2 separate regions of the Mus musculus genome follow, and region 2 is linked to region 1. The links are chromatin contacts, called in public Hi-C maps. All regions are on one chromosome and are shown on one strand. Each heading gives the region's core, a stretch centred on a gene start, on an enhancer-like site or on the middle of the called end of the contact. The rest is flanking DNA. Distances are from core to core; before and after follow the strand shown.

What was found. Hi-C and Micro-C count contacts between places; a contact is called where the count stands out from the background.
Region 2: a Hi-C map of cortical neurons shows a contact between it and region 1, with 2.4 times the contacts expected there. The contact joins two enhancer-like sites. A contact is called at or near these places in 8 of 39 promoter capture datasets (the C10 cell line, cranial neural crest, embryonic stem cells and 4 more), 2 of 484 Hi-C or Micro-C datasets (cerebral cortex and cortical neurons), 2 of 115 datasets of contacts at active chromatin or transcription factors (embryonic forebrain and large pre-B cells) and 3 of 9 other capture datasets (embryonic stem cells, liver and pancreatic islet).

The regions. Positions count from the first base shown.
Region 1 is chr9:104,773,523-104,778,822 of GRCm38.p6, reverse strand. All of the region lies in intron 2 of Cpne4 (copine IV), which reads right to left. Among named protein-coding and RNA genes, the nearest start is that of Cpne4, 210 kb to the right of the region's middle. Within about 2 kb of position 2,167, at least 12 of the 459 cell types and tissues checked have an H3K27ac peak or open chromatin away from gene starts, as enhancers often do. A contact at or near this core is called in cortical neurons, where this site is marked.
Region 2 is chr9:105,374,558-105,380,169 of GRCm38.p6, reverse strand. The region is part of intron 2 of Nek11 (NIMA (never in mitosis gene a)-related expressed kinase 11); the gene reads left to right. Among named protein-coding and RNA genes, the nearest start is that of Nek11, 18 kb to the left of the region's middle. Within about 2 kb of position 2,974, at least 21 of the 459 cell types and tissues checked have an H3K27ac peak or open chromatin away from gene starts, as enhancers often do. A contact at or near this core is called in cortical neurons, where this site is marked.

The sequences.
Region 1 (5,300 bases), core at 918-3,417:
AAGGGAAGCCACAGCAATATTGATGCACTTAATGATGTATATGCCATCAGTACAGCAGGAGGGGTGGCAGAAGGGCTTTGGGAGAGCTGGGCTGTTTTGAGCCAAGGCACAATTTGGAAGGCTGAGCTAACATTGCTTTTCTAGCTTGTCACAGAAGGTATGCAAGTGACAGAGCCCAGAGCCAGAGTCTCAACAACTAAGGAAATGGTGGTGGTGGTGGGGGGGGTGGGTACCAAAGACCAACAGAAAAGGAATCAAGCCAGAAGAACCCAGAAGTTTCAGGAAAGAAGCCAGGAGGCTAGGAAATTGGGAAATAGTGTTGCTGATGTTTTGCGGTAGAAGTCAGTGGAGAGAAGCACTCTTCTTAACCCACGAGGGATACAGAAGCATCCCTCATCAAATAAAAAGCATTTTCCCACCACCTCTAAATGAAAAGAGTATAAATAAAACAAACACCGCCTACCCACATCTGAAATGTTGTCGACTTCTGTTTTGTAAGAATCCTGGCTCTTTCTAGCCGGGGCTACTTCCTGATCTTAAACGCACTGTGTCGTTTTATACAATTCTAACCACTCAGGTCTCCTAAGTGACTGAGCTACAGCTTTCTTTTCAAATGAACACCCCCCCCCCAGATTCAATGTTTAAGAAATAGTCATCTGCTAAGTGAATCAAAAAGCACAAAATTTTCCATGTCATACTGTCCGTGTCAAGAAATAGTTTCTTTTCAGCAAAACATGAAATTGCTTTATTAGTTGAGTATATAAAAACACTACAGGATCTCGGTTCTTTCCCAACACACGCTTGGGTAACTCCCATTAGTAACAGCAGGGATTGTAACAGCCCACACAGGAGAAAAATAGAAGCTTCACGGGGGGAGGCTACAATAAGCAGCCCAGACGCCCAGTGGATTCATTTTGCTGTCATAGGATTGCTCCACTGTGCCTCAGTTTCTGTATTTGGCTAATGGTGAAGTTCTGTGCCCTCTGTCCACAGGGTATACTGTGAGGGCTAGTTAAGGACTGATACCAACAGCTTCACATGCATTTTACACACATGTACACACACAAACACAGACACAGATACACACACAGGCATGCACGTGCACATTCACACAAGTATTATCTAAATTCTCATTATTCTCAGTATTGCTTTGAGATGGGAGGTTGTCAGGAACTCATAACTTTGGGAGGGGGTGTGTGTCCCTACCTTATTGAGTTAGAATTTGTATTTTGATAAGGCCCCCATCTTCTACTTTAATATATGAGAGAAAAAGCACAATGCCCACCAAGTTTACTTAAAACCTGATGTGGGGCCGAGGAGATGATTCAGTGTGTAAAAGTGCTTGCTCTGTAAACATGAAGACATGTGCCCAAATCCCCAGTACCAATACAAAAAGCCAGGCATGCTACACGTCCCTATACCCAAGCAGTGGGAGTTTGAGGTAGGCAGATTCAGAGTACTTGCTGATCATCCAGCTTAGCCAAAGGAGCATGCTTCTCTTCCAGCAAGAGATTCTGTCTCAAGGTAATGAGTCAGAGAATGATAAAGGAAGACACCCGGCATCCTGCTCTGACCTTTGCATGTGTGTGGAGGACTGGAGGGGTGTGTGTGTGGATATACACATCTAAACACTTCAGTGCATGCAACAACCCCCCATCATGCCACACACAGACACCTAATGTAATCTTTGAATCAACTCTACTCATAGATAACATTATTCCAATTTGATTGATTCTACAAGGTGGATGATTTTTCTAGGAATACTTTACAACCTAGTGATACATGGTGACCCCAGGTCAGGGCTGAGGAAGGACATGTAGGAGATATAGCTGTACTTAATTTCCTTCCAGTGTTAAAAAAAAGTAACAGAAGAGGATCGCTGTCAGATGGGGGGAGGACATGCTTGATAAAAGACAGTGGGGCTGCACATGTGTAGATCTAGCAGAAAAACAGTGAAAAGACAGAAGGACAAAGAGAAGTACTTCTAAAGGCCACACTCTCCCTTCCCTGCATGTCTCATATAGTAAAAGCTCTCTCTCTCTCTCTCTCTCTCTCTCTCTCTCTCTCTCTCTCTCTCTCTCTCTCTCTCTCTCTCTCTCTCCTCTCCTTAAAAATCAAATCCTGCCCGGCATGAATATGTATAATTAGATGTTCCCTAGGAGTGAGAAGTAGTAATTAATTCAGTGTTAAACATCACAATCTATTACTTGAACTCCATGGCAACCGTGGTTGCCAATAGAGAGAAAACAAAATTTCGGAGCCTATTTTAAAATAATTACATTGAAATTTTTGAAAATGTGTAAAAGCGGACGCTTTCTATTTTTAGGTTTAGACAATAGGCAGTGCCTCAACAAGTAGAGATGGGCACCCAGAAATAAAAACAAGGGAATAGCAATCCCATCTGAACTCACCAAAATGGCGATGTGGACCCTGTGACTCTGACCTGGTCCAGAGCACAGAGCCCAGCTGCTTGCTCTGGGTGAGATCATTGCTCAAGCCAGAAGGAGATGTATTAATAATTTCCCAGGAGATTGAATCTTTGCAGTCCATCTGAACTAGATTTTAATCCCAGATCTGTCACTTAAGTGTTTTCACACAGGCAATTTCCTTCCCTCTCGGAGCTTCAATTCTCCTACGTGTCAAAAACGGTGGTGGGGTGGGCAGGTGACTTGCAATATTCTTAAACATGTCAAAGGTATAAAGTCAAATATAGTGTGGTTGGCTGTGTTCCTCTGAAATCATATTCTGAGTTTAAGATGTCTTTAATGCCAACAGCTTGAAAAATGAAAGCAAAGGAGGAAGAAAGACAAGGTAGAAGGAAGAGGTTGTTCCAAGACAAAGTCCCCTTCACAACCAGGGATGGTCTCTTGGGGATCTCTGGAGCTAATGTACCCGATAAAGCTAATCAAGCATGGAAAAGAATGCCACGAGTATTTCCCACACCACAATCTGTCACTTGGTAGGTTGGCCTCTCCATGGAGGACTGGGTGTTGGGTGAAGGGGGAATATTGGAGGCAATCGCTGAAGGAGCTTCAAGCTACCAGCTTCCTCAGCAGCTGGTCCATGAGTCCTTGGAAGGTGAAGTAGAAGTGGGTTTGAATGCTGAATCTCTATATCCATTTTATACTATGTAGACAGTGTTTGCTTTCTTTCCTTAGAAAATGTAATCATTACAAACATTTTTGACTAATAGAGATTCTAGTGTCCAGAAAAAGCCATTTATAGTGGAGAGCATAATGTTTTCCATTCTTTAAAATAACCTTGAGGGCCGGGGAAGTGGTGCAATCAATAAAACATGCACCTTTCAGATCTGAGGACCTGAGTTCAGTCCTTAGACATGCATTGTAATCCCAGACCCGAGGAAATAGAGTCAGGCAAAGCCCTGAGGCTCACTGGCCAGCCTGATGAGCCTACTGGGCAAGCTCCAACTAGTCACATCATGCCTCTTTGCCTAGAGTCAAAATAATCCATCAGCTCTCAACCACCAGTGCTCCCATGGAAACTGCTCTCTTCCCTTCCTTCTACTGAGAAAGTTGACTCAGTTAACCTTTATGCTGCAATATCCTTAGTTTCAAGTATAATTAAATTGTGTGCTGCAGATAGAAATGATCAGATTATAGGATCTCTAGAGTTTGTTTAATCACCAGGATCTTTCTCTATCAGCATCCAACTTATTAGCTGGTGGGGAGACTGTATTCTTGAGGCAAGTCTAGAGCAAAGTTCTATGGAACACTTAGGGATTTTTGGTTGCAAGCAACAGAATCTGGATTTTTCTAAGTTACACAAAAGGGAATTTGTTGAACAAGGTTGTGCATTGACCAAGGCTAAGTGGATGGCTTTGGAAAATAGCTGGGCCACCTTCTTGTAGAGCAAGAACAAGCGAAAAGCCAGCAAGACCCTTACTGAGAGAAGATTAGGTTGATGTTATTTGTTCTGTTGATGCATCCAGAGAGATAAGTATCTATCAAATGTGCCGTGTGGCATGTGTTCCTTTCAGAGACACAGTCTGGAGGAGAATCACATGGAGATATGCTCTAGGGGGAAGATGCAGACCGGAAGTCCTTTGGTTTCCATTAGAAACAAGAATGTTGTTTTCCCCGTGAGACTATTCAAAATATAGTTTGACCAAATTCTCTCAGGATGCTATTTATCAGACATCTATGCTACCTCTGTGGTCTTATGCTTCCCATTGATATTTGATGGATTTCTTCGGGAAACAATAGAGTGTCTATCTCTCATCATTAGTAATGGCACAGTTTGAAGTAAGCAATACTAGGTTATGAATTGAATATATGAATATAATAAGAAAATTGGCATTTTACATATATTTCTATATGTAAATAGAAACATATATTTCTATATGCAAATTAATTTGCTTCTAACCCAGGGAGAAGCAAATTAATTCCCAACTTCAGAAAACCTAGAAAAAAAATCACAATTTACAACAAAGTTCAAAAGTCACTGGGTCAGTGCATAGGCTAATTATGTAGAATGATACTGTTTTCAAGTTCTAAAGGACATTGCTTAGATTTTTTTTTAACTACCATCCAGGCTATAGCAAGGGTGCTGGGTTATACATTCATATGATTTATACCTGAACTCCGTTGTAGAATTTGAAATTTGGCTCTTTGTAAGCTTCTCAAAGAGGTGTGTGTGTGTGTGTGTGTGTGTGTGTGTGTGTGTGTGTGTGTGTGTATTTGTGTGTGTATGTGCATTTGTGTGTGTGTGTGCATTTGTGTGTGTGTATTCTTCAGGCTCGTTGCCTTGGTTCTTAGAAATGCACAAATGGCTGTAAGCCTAGCCTTAGCCCAAATAGGTTACTTTCTAAAGTACTTGTTTTTTGTTTGTTGTTTGTTTGTTTTTTGAGACAGGGTTTCTCTGCATAGCCCTGGCTGTCCTGGAACTCACTCTGTAGACCTGGCTGGCCTTGAACTCAGAAATCTGCCTGCTTCTGCCTCCCAAGCACTGGGATTAAAGGTGTGCACCACCACCACCTGGCTCTACTTTCTAAAGTAACAATATGAAAGGGGTTAGAAAATTATCATTTTTGGTTCTTATTCCTAAAACTCCACAGCTATCAAACTATCCATGTAACTCAGAATTCATTGATTTAGTAAGGGGGGAAGACTTGGCTTCTAAATTTACTGAATTTACTGTTATCAAAATCAATGTCCTTGTCTTCTCAGAAAGGCAAATGGCTTTGAGCCCTACACAGTAAACCAAAGGCCCATCCCAACACAATCACAGTGTTACTGGCATTTAGGCTGCAGAAGTATAACAGGGATCCAAGTCACAGCCTC
Region 2 (5,612 bases), core at 1,725-4,224, 600 kb before region 1:
ATACCAAGCCCAGGGTTCTGATGGAGGAAGGGGTTGGGGCTAATACTTCCTTACACTAGAAGTGCCCGGAGGGAATTTGTACTTCATGAAAATGCGGAAAGTGTTTCTATGGCTCCTCCTTGAGAGGCTCACACAGAGAGAGGCATTAACTGTAACTACCCCCACCTCAGCAGCCAGGGCTGATGCAGGGGTGTCCCCTCAGCAGCTGCCTCTGGCTCCTCTTAAGCCATTAAGCAGACTCCCTCCAGGATTCCTTAGAAACTGTGTGCCTGCCTGAATAATTTATCACACGACAATCAATTATTCATAACTCATTATTACAACTGAACTAAAACCTAAAGGTGGAATCTGTCTGCCACTTATGAATATCCAAGAGATAATAATCAAGATACCGCGGTCGAGTTGATGTCCTCGCCAGCCCCTCTGCCTGCTCATTTCTCTGAAGGGATTCCAAAGAGAACAGCCTGTGAGATGGAATCAGGATTCATTAAAGTGACAGTCACCAACCCCCCCCCCTCTGGTCCTCACGCTGTCTGTCTTTTGAATTCTGGCCTCATTACACCTACAAATAAAGTCTTAGTCTGAGGAAATATAGAAGACATTTATAGCTCTTTTGGTTTATGAAATCATTTTGAGGAACTCCATAGAGATATTAAAGTTGCCTATAAACTGTCATTTCTGAGGCAAAATAATAATGGGTTTCATTATAACACTTCATTCATGCATACAATGTATTTTGATCACATTGAGCCCTCTTTACTCTCTCTTGCCCTCCTCTTAGTCCCGCTGTCTTCCACCTTTTCCAATCCCCCTTCTGTGTTCATATCTTTTGTTCTTTTTAATGACCCAATCAATTTGATTAGAGTTCTTATAAGCATCTTTCTAAGAGATTATTTTAAGAGCACAGTGACTAGCTCAGCAGTGACCACCCCACTGAAGAAAGTGCTTCTCTGTCCTATAGTGACTGATAACTGTATATAGATCTGGGGGTACCTAGTGAGCCCGTCCATACTCTGTGACAGTATGTTTCCTAAGCCAGTCTTGTGCAGTCCTTAAGCAGGTATTCACAGCTAGTGTGTTAGAGAGTGCTGGCCTACTTTAAAGTGCTCTGAGTGCGTATCTTCCACACCAGACCATATACAGTGTTCCAGAATGCAGGCCTTATGAGGTTAATGATATACTATTTAAAAGAGCATAGGTTTATTTTAAGGCAAATGTGAATATGCCATGAAGCAGAGTAAAAGTTTGTGTGTTTTTTAAATTTAATTTTTAATAGGTTATACAGCTTCATGGTTCATATAAAAAGTAGATTGTAAAAACAACAACAACAACAAAACAAAACAAAACAAAACAAAACAAAACCCCTCACCTCATTCCCATCCTCCATTTCTCAAATTTGCACACATTCCCGCCACCACAGAGCTGCTATTGGGAGTTTCCTGAGCGAGAGAATGGAGAGATGGCTCAGTGGATACGTGCTTGAAGCAAGTAAGTAAGAGGGCCAGAGTTTGGAGGCCCAGATTCAGGAGAGTCTGTAACTCCACTGGAAGCATCTCAGCAAGCCTGGCTCATAGGGCTGGGGCTAGACCAGATCTCATGCTGACGCCCTAGGTCGGTCCTCCCCCTTCTCCGTTTCTGTCTCTGTCTGTCTATCTTTCTGTCTCTGCTTATCCATCTGTCTCTGTCTCTTTCAGTGTCTCTGTGTGTCTGTCTGTCTATTCCACATGCAAACACACACAATACACAATTCACACACACACACAAACACACACACAGTGCACACTTCTAACTGTAGTGTTTTGGAGGTTGGAGCAGGTAGATTGCAGGTCAGCCTGATTGGCCTGTCTCAAAACAAAACAAGACTCAAACCAAATCTAAAAAGAAAAAAGGAATTTATGAATATGGATGCTCCCAGAACTGATTCATATATGCATGAACAGCTTCAGAATACGGGGTCTTATTTTCCATTTCTCCCTTATGATAATTTCTAGCATATTGCATATTTGTATTTGGTTCTTTTCATATGTCAAAACATCTAGGACGTCTGTCCATGTTGTACATGGGGAACACCCCATTCTCCCATTCTTCTTTTTAAAGTAGATATGTTAAGTAGTATGTTCCATGGTAAGATTGAAGATTGAAGATTCCTATTGCTGTTCGTTTTGGACTGTTTTAAATCTTTGGTTATTGCAAATACTGCCACAATGAGTAAGCCTGAACATCTGTCATTTCATAAATATGTCAGTTTCTTGCATGAGATTTTAAGGTAAAATATGAGATTTTGGGGACGTGCCCTGTCAGTGCTATTCCGGGGGGATGAGCTAATCCTCAGCTGTTAGGGGTGCTAGCTGAAGAGCCCTGCTAGGGACTGCTACTGGGCCTGGTGACAGGATCAATTTTTAGTCTCTGAAATGACTCCTCTTTGAAGTGAGGGTGACAACAGCTGTTTTGCTGTCCTCTGCTTGTCTGGTTATATAAGAAAAGGCACAAATCTGGTGGCACATTATGTATAAGCAGAGACCACATAAAACTTGCAGACATTTGTTCCACTGTGACGTTTAGAGCAGTAAGTTTTCAGAACCATCTCGGTGTCTGTCTTGTGACCTTCGTCTCCAGAGCGCCAAACACTGTTGTTTGGGAAACACTGGTAGATTTCCTATTTTAAAAACAGTTCCACAGGGAAACACAGCTGTAAGACCCTGGGTTCTATAAAGGTAAAGCAGACCCCTCTCTGAGGGGCTCCTCAGAAACTTAGATCTACTGAGGCAAGGCGTGGCTCAAAGACCTCCATGGAACCCACAGCAATTCCCAGACGCATTTGACCTGATAGCTGGCCCTCCAACCCAGGCCTGTGAACACTGGTAAACTGAGGAGCTTTGCCGCGGGTTCCTGACAGTGCTGGACATCGTGGTGAGATCAGACCCCAGACACACACAGTGTTGCTGAAGATGGAGTCAGAGAAATAAGAATGCAAGTCCTGTTTTAAAGGTAGTCATGGTGAACAGCAGATGGTGGTAAAGCGACATGCAGATCAGCTATCATCACCTGGCAGGATTTCTAATGGCAACACATTAATTCAAGGTCCAAAATGTCTTTATTTAATTAAGATTTACCAATACTTTATTTAGTTTTACTGACTAAATGAATGAAAGGCTAAACGTGGGTCATTAACATACTCTTAATTTCTTTCTAGGAAAAGCAGAGATCAGCTGAGAAATGAGCTTGGCGAAATCTTTTTAACTTCATGGACCATTTTCTATGGGGTGGGATAGATTTGTGTGGTCATGCCCTGAGGGTATTAGATGGAGGCTCCTATTTTATGTGTATGCACTGATATATGTGTGCTCTCATCCTTGAAAGAAAAGCAGAAGCCTCCACTGTCCACAGGAAGGGCAGAGAGCAGCGACAGTCCTATAGCAAGCGCCTAACTGATGCTGCTAAGGATACTCTGAGATCCTAGTGATGAAGCAATCATGTCAGTTAAACAGACACATAGCCTGAGAATGCAGTGGCCACTGGGGTGACACACCAAGATCTCATAAAGGCTGGGAGCGATATGTCTCACTTCCATTCCTTTTATGGAAGAAAATACCGAGAGCCATGCAGGAGGAACGACAGATGGCTTTAGAACTCAGGGAATGCAAACCACAGGCTACCACAGCCTCACGGGTGGGTCTCAGTGTGGTAAAGCCCAAATACCATGTACCTTGAGGACGCCATGCTGTTGTGGAGTTCTGCTGTTTGCTGCCCTCACATCCCTCTTAATCTAAGAATTATATGAAAATTCAAAGGGGCTTCCAGTCCCTCGCTGGGCAGTACCTCTGGCACTCACAGTGCTAATGCCTGATCTCTCTCTGGCATTGCTGCTGGAGCAGGTTATGGTTCTATCACGGCCTGGAGAAGAACTTTGACATGTAGATTGTCAGCAGTGACCACCACCACCCTTAGAAAACATTTGGAAAGATAAAGTTGTTAGTGAAGCTAGGTTGAGATGTTTTTACTACTGGCTCAACTCTTAGGGAACAATATGAAGTTCAGAAAGGCACATGCTCATTAAGTTAAGCTAGGGACCCTTTATGGTCAGGAACAAAAACAATGGCAGTGCTGGCCGACATGACTTGCACTGAGGCTGGACTGGTGATGATGGATTTCTTAAACCCAGTTTTTTTGCCCCAAGCTTCCTGATAGGATTTATTAAGAGTTGCTGATGAGTAGATATGCATTCTGAAGATTTAAGGTAGATATGACTGATTTTTATATAAAAACATAGATTTCTGGCTCTTTTATGATTCTTACAAGATTACTTTTAAAGATAAATATGATAATTACTCTTTTCTTTTTAACTGCAAATTGCTGCCTGCCAGTAAGAGAAACTGGCAGAGAAAACTGCCTTGCTTGCTTACATGTTGTTAATCTAAAACAAGTTACTTGGTTAGGAATGTTTGTGGGTTTGGAAAATAATTTGTTTTCTTTACATGTACAATGTAATGTTATTTCCTGTAAAGGTATTGGGGAACACACTGGTTTTTCATAATCATTCACTAGAAGAAAACTAAAACATAATCACATTGTAATTGTATATTGCTTAAAAGAGTTTGCTGGGATATATAAGAAAGAATAATGGATAGTGTAGCCGTTTCACCCATCCACCAACTATGTGTGTATGTGTAAGGTTTGTGTGTCTGTTCCTTCCACCTATCAACTCTGTGTGTGTGTGTGTGTGTGTGTGTGTATGTAAGTACATGTGTAAGGTTTGTGTGTCTTGTGTGTCTGTTCCTTCCACCTATCAACTCTGTGTGTGTGTGTGTGTGTGTGTGTGTGTATGTACATGTGTAAGGTTTGTGTGTCTGTTCCTTCCACCTATCAACTCTGTGTGTGTGTGTGTATATGTATGTATGTACATGTGTAAGGTTTGTGTGTCTGTTCCTTCCACCTATCAACTCTGTGTGTGTGTGTGTGTGTGTGTGTGTGTGTGTGTATGTACATGTGTAAGGTTTGTGTGAATGAGGGGTGGGGCATACATTGACTATGTGTATGTATAAGGCTTGTGTGTCTTCTGGGTTGGAACACTGTTCCTTCCATCCATCAGGTGTGTGTACGTATGTATACATGTAAAGCTTGTCTGAGTGTGTATTGGAGCTTGCTCCACACACCAATGGTGTATGTGTATGTATGTATGTGTGTATGTATGTATTTATGTATGCATGTGTAAAATGCTTGGAACCTGATTGCTCTAACCATTCTATGTGAAAATGTGTACATGTCCATCTGTAGGTCTGTATACGTGTGTGTGTGTGTGTGTGTGTGTGTGTGTGTGTGACATGCATGTATATTTGTGTGTATGAAGTTATTGAACTCTGCTTTTGTTTCATCCACTCAGCAGGTGTGTGTGTGTTTATGTGTGTGTGCAGGTGTGAATTTTCTCTTTCCTTCTCTTTCTCTCTGGCCCCAAGGGGTTAAAAGAGTTCATAATTTTTATGCTGGCCACAGGAGTGCCAGCCCCAGTAAATTAATCTCTGTTCCCTCAGAGAAACCCGGCTGGGTAACGTCTCTAATCGCCAGCTGCCTTTGGCAGCAGCCCCTGTAGGTATCTGAATTCACCCTCATCGGCA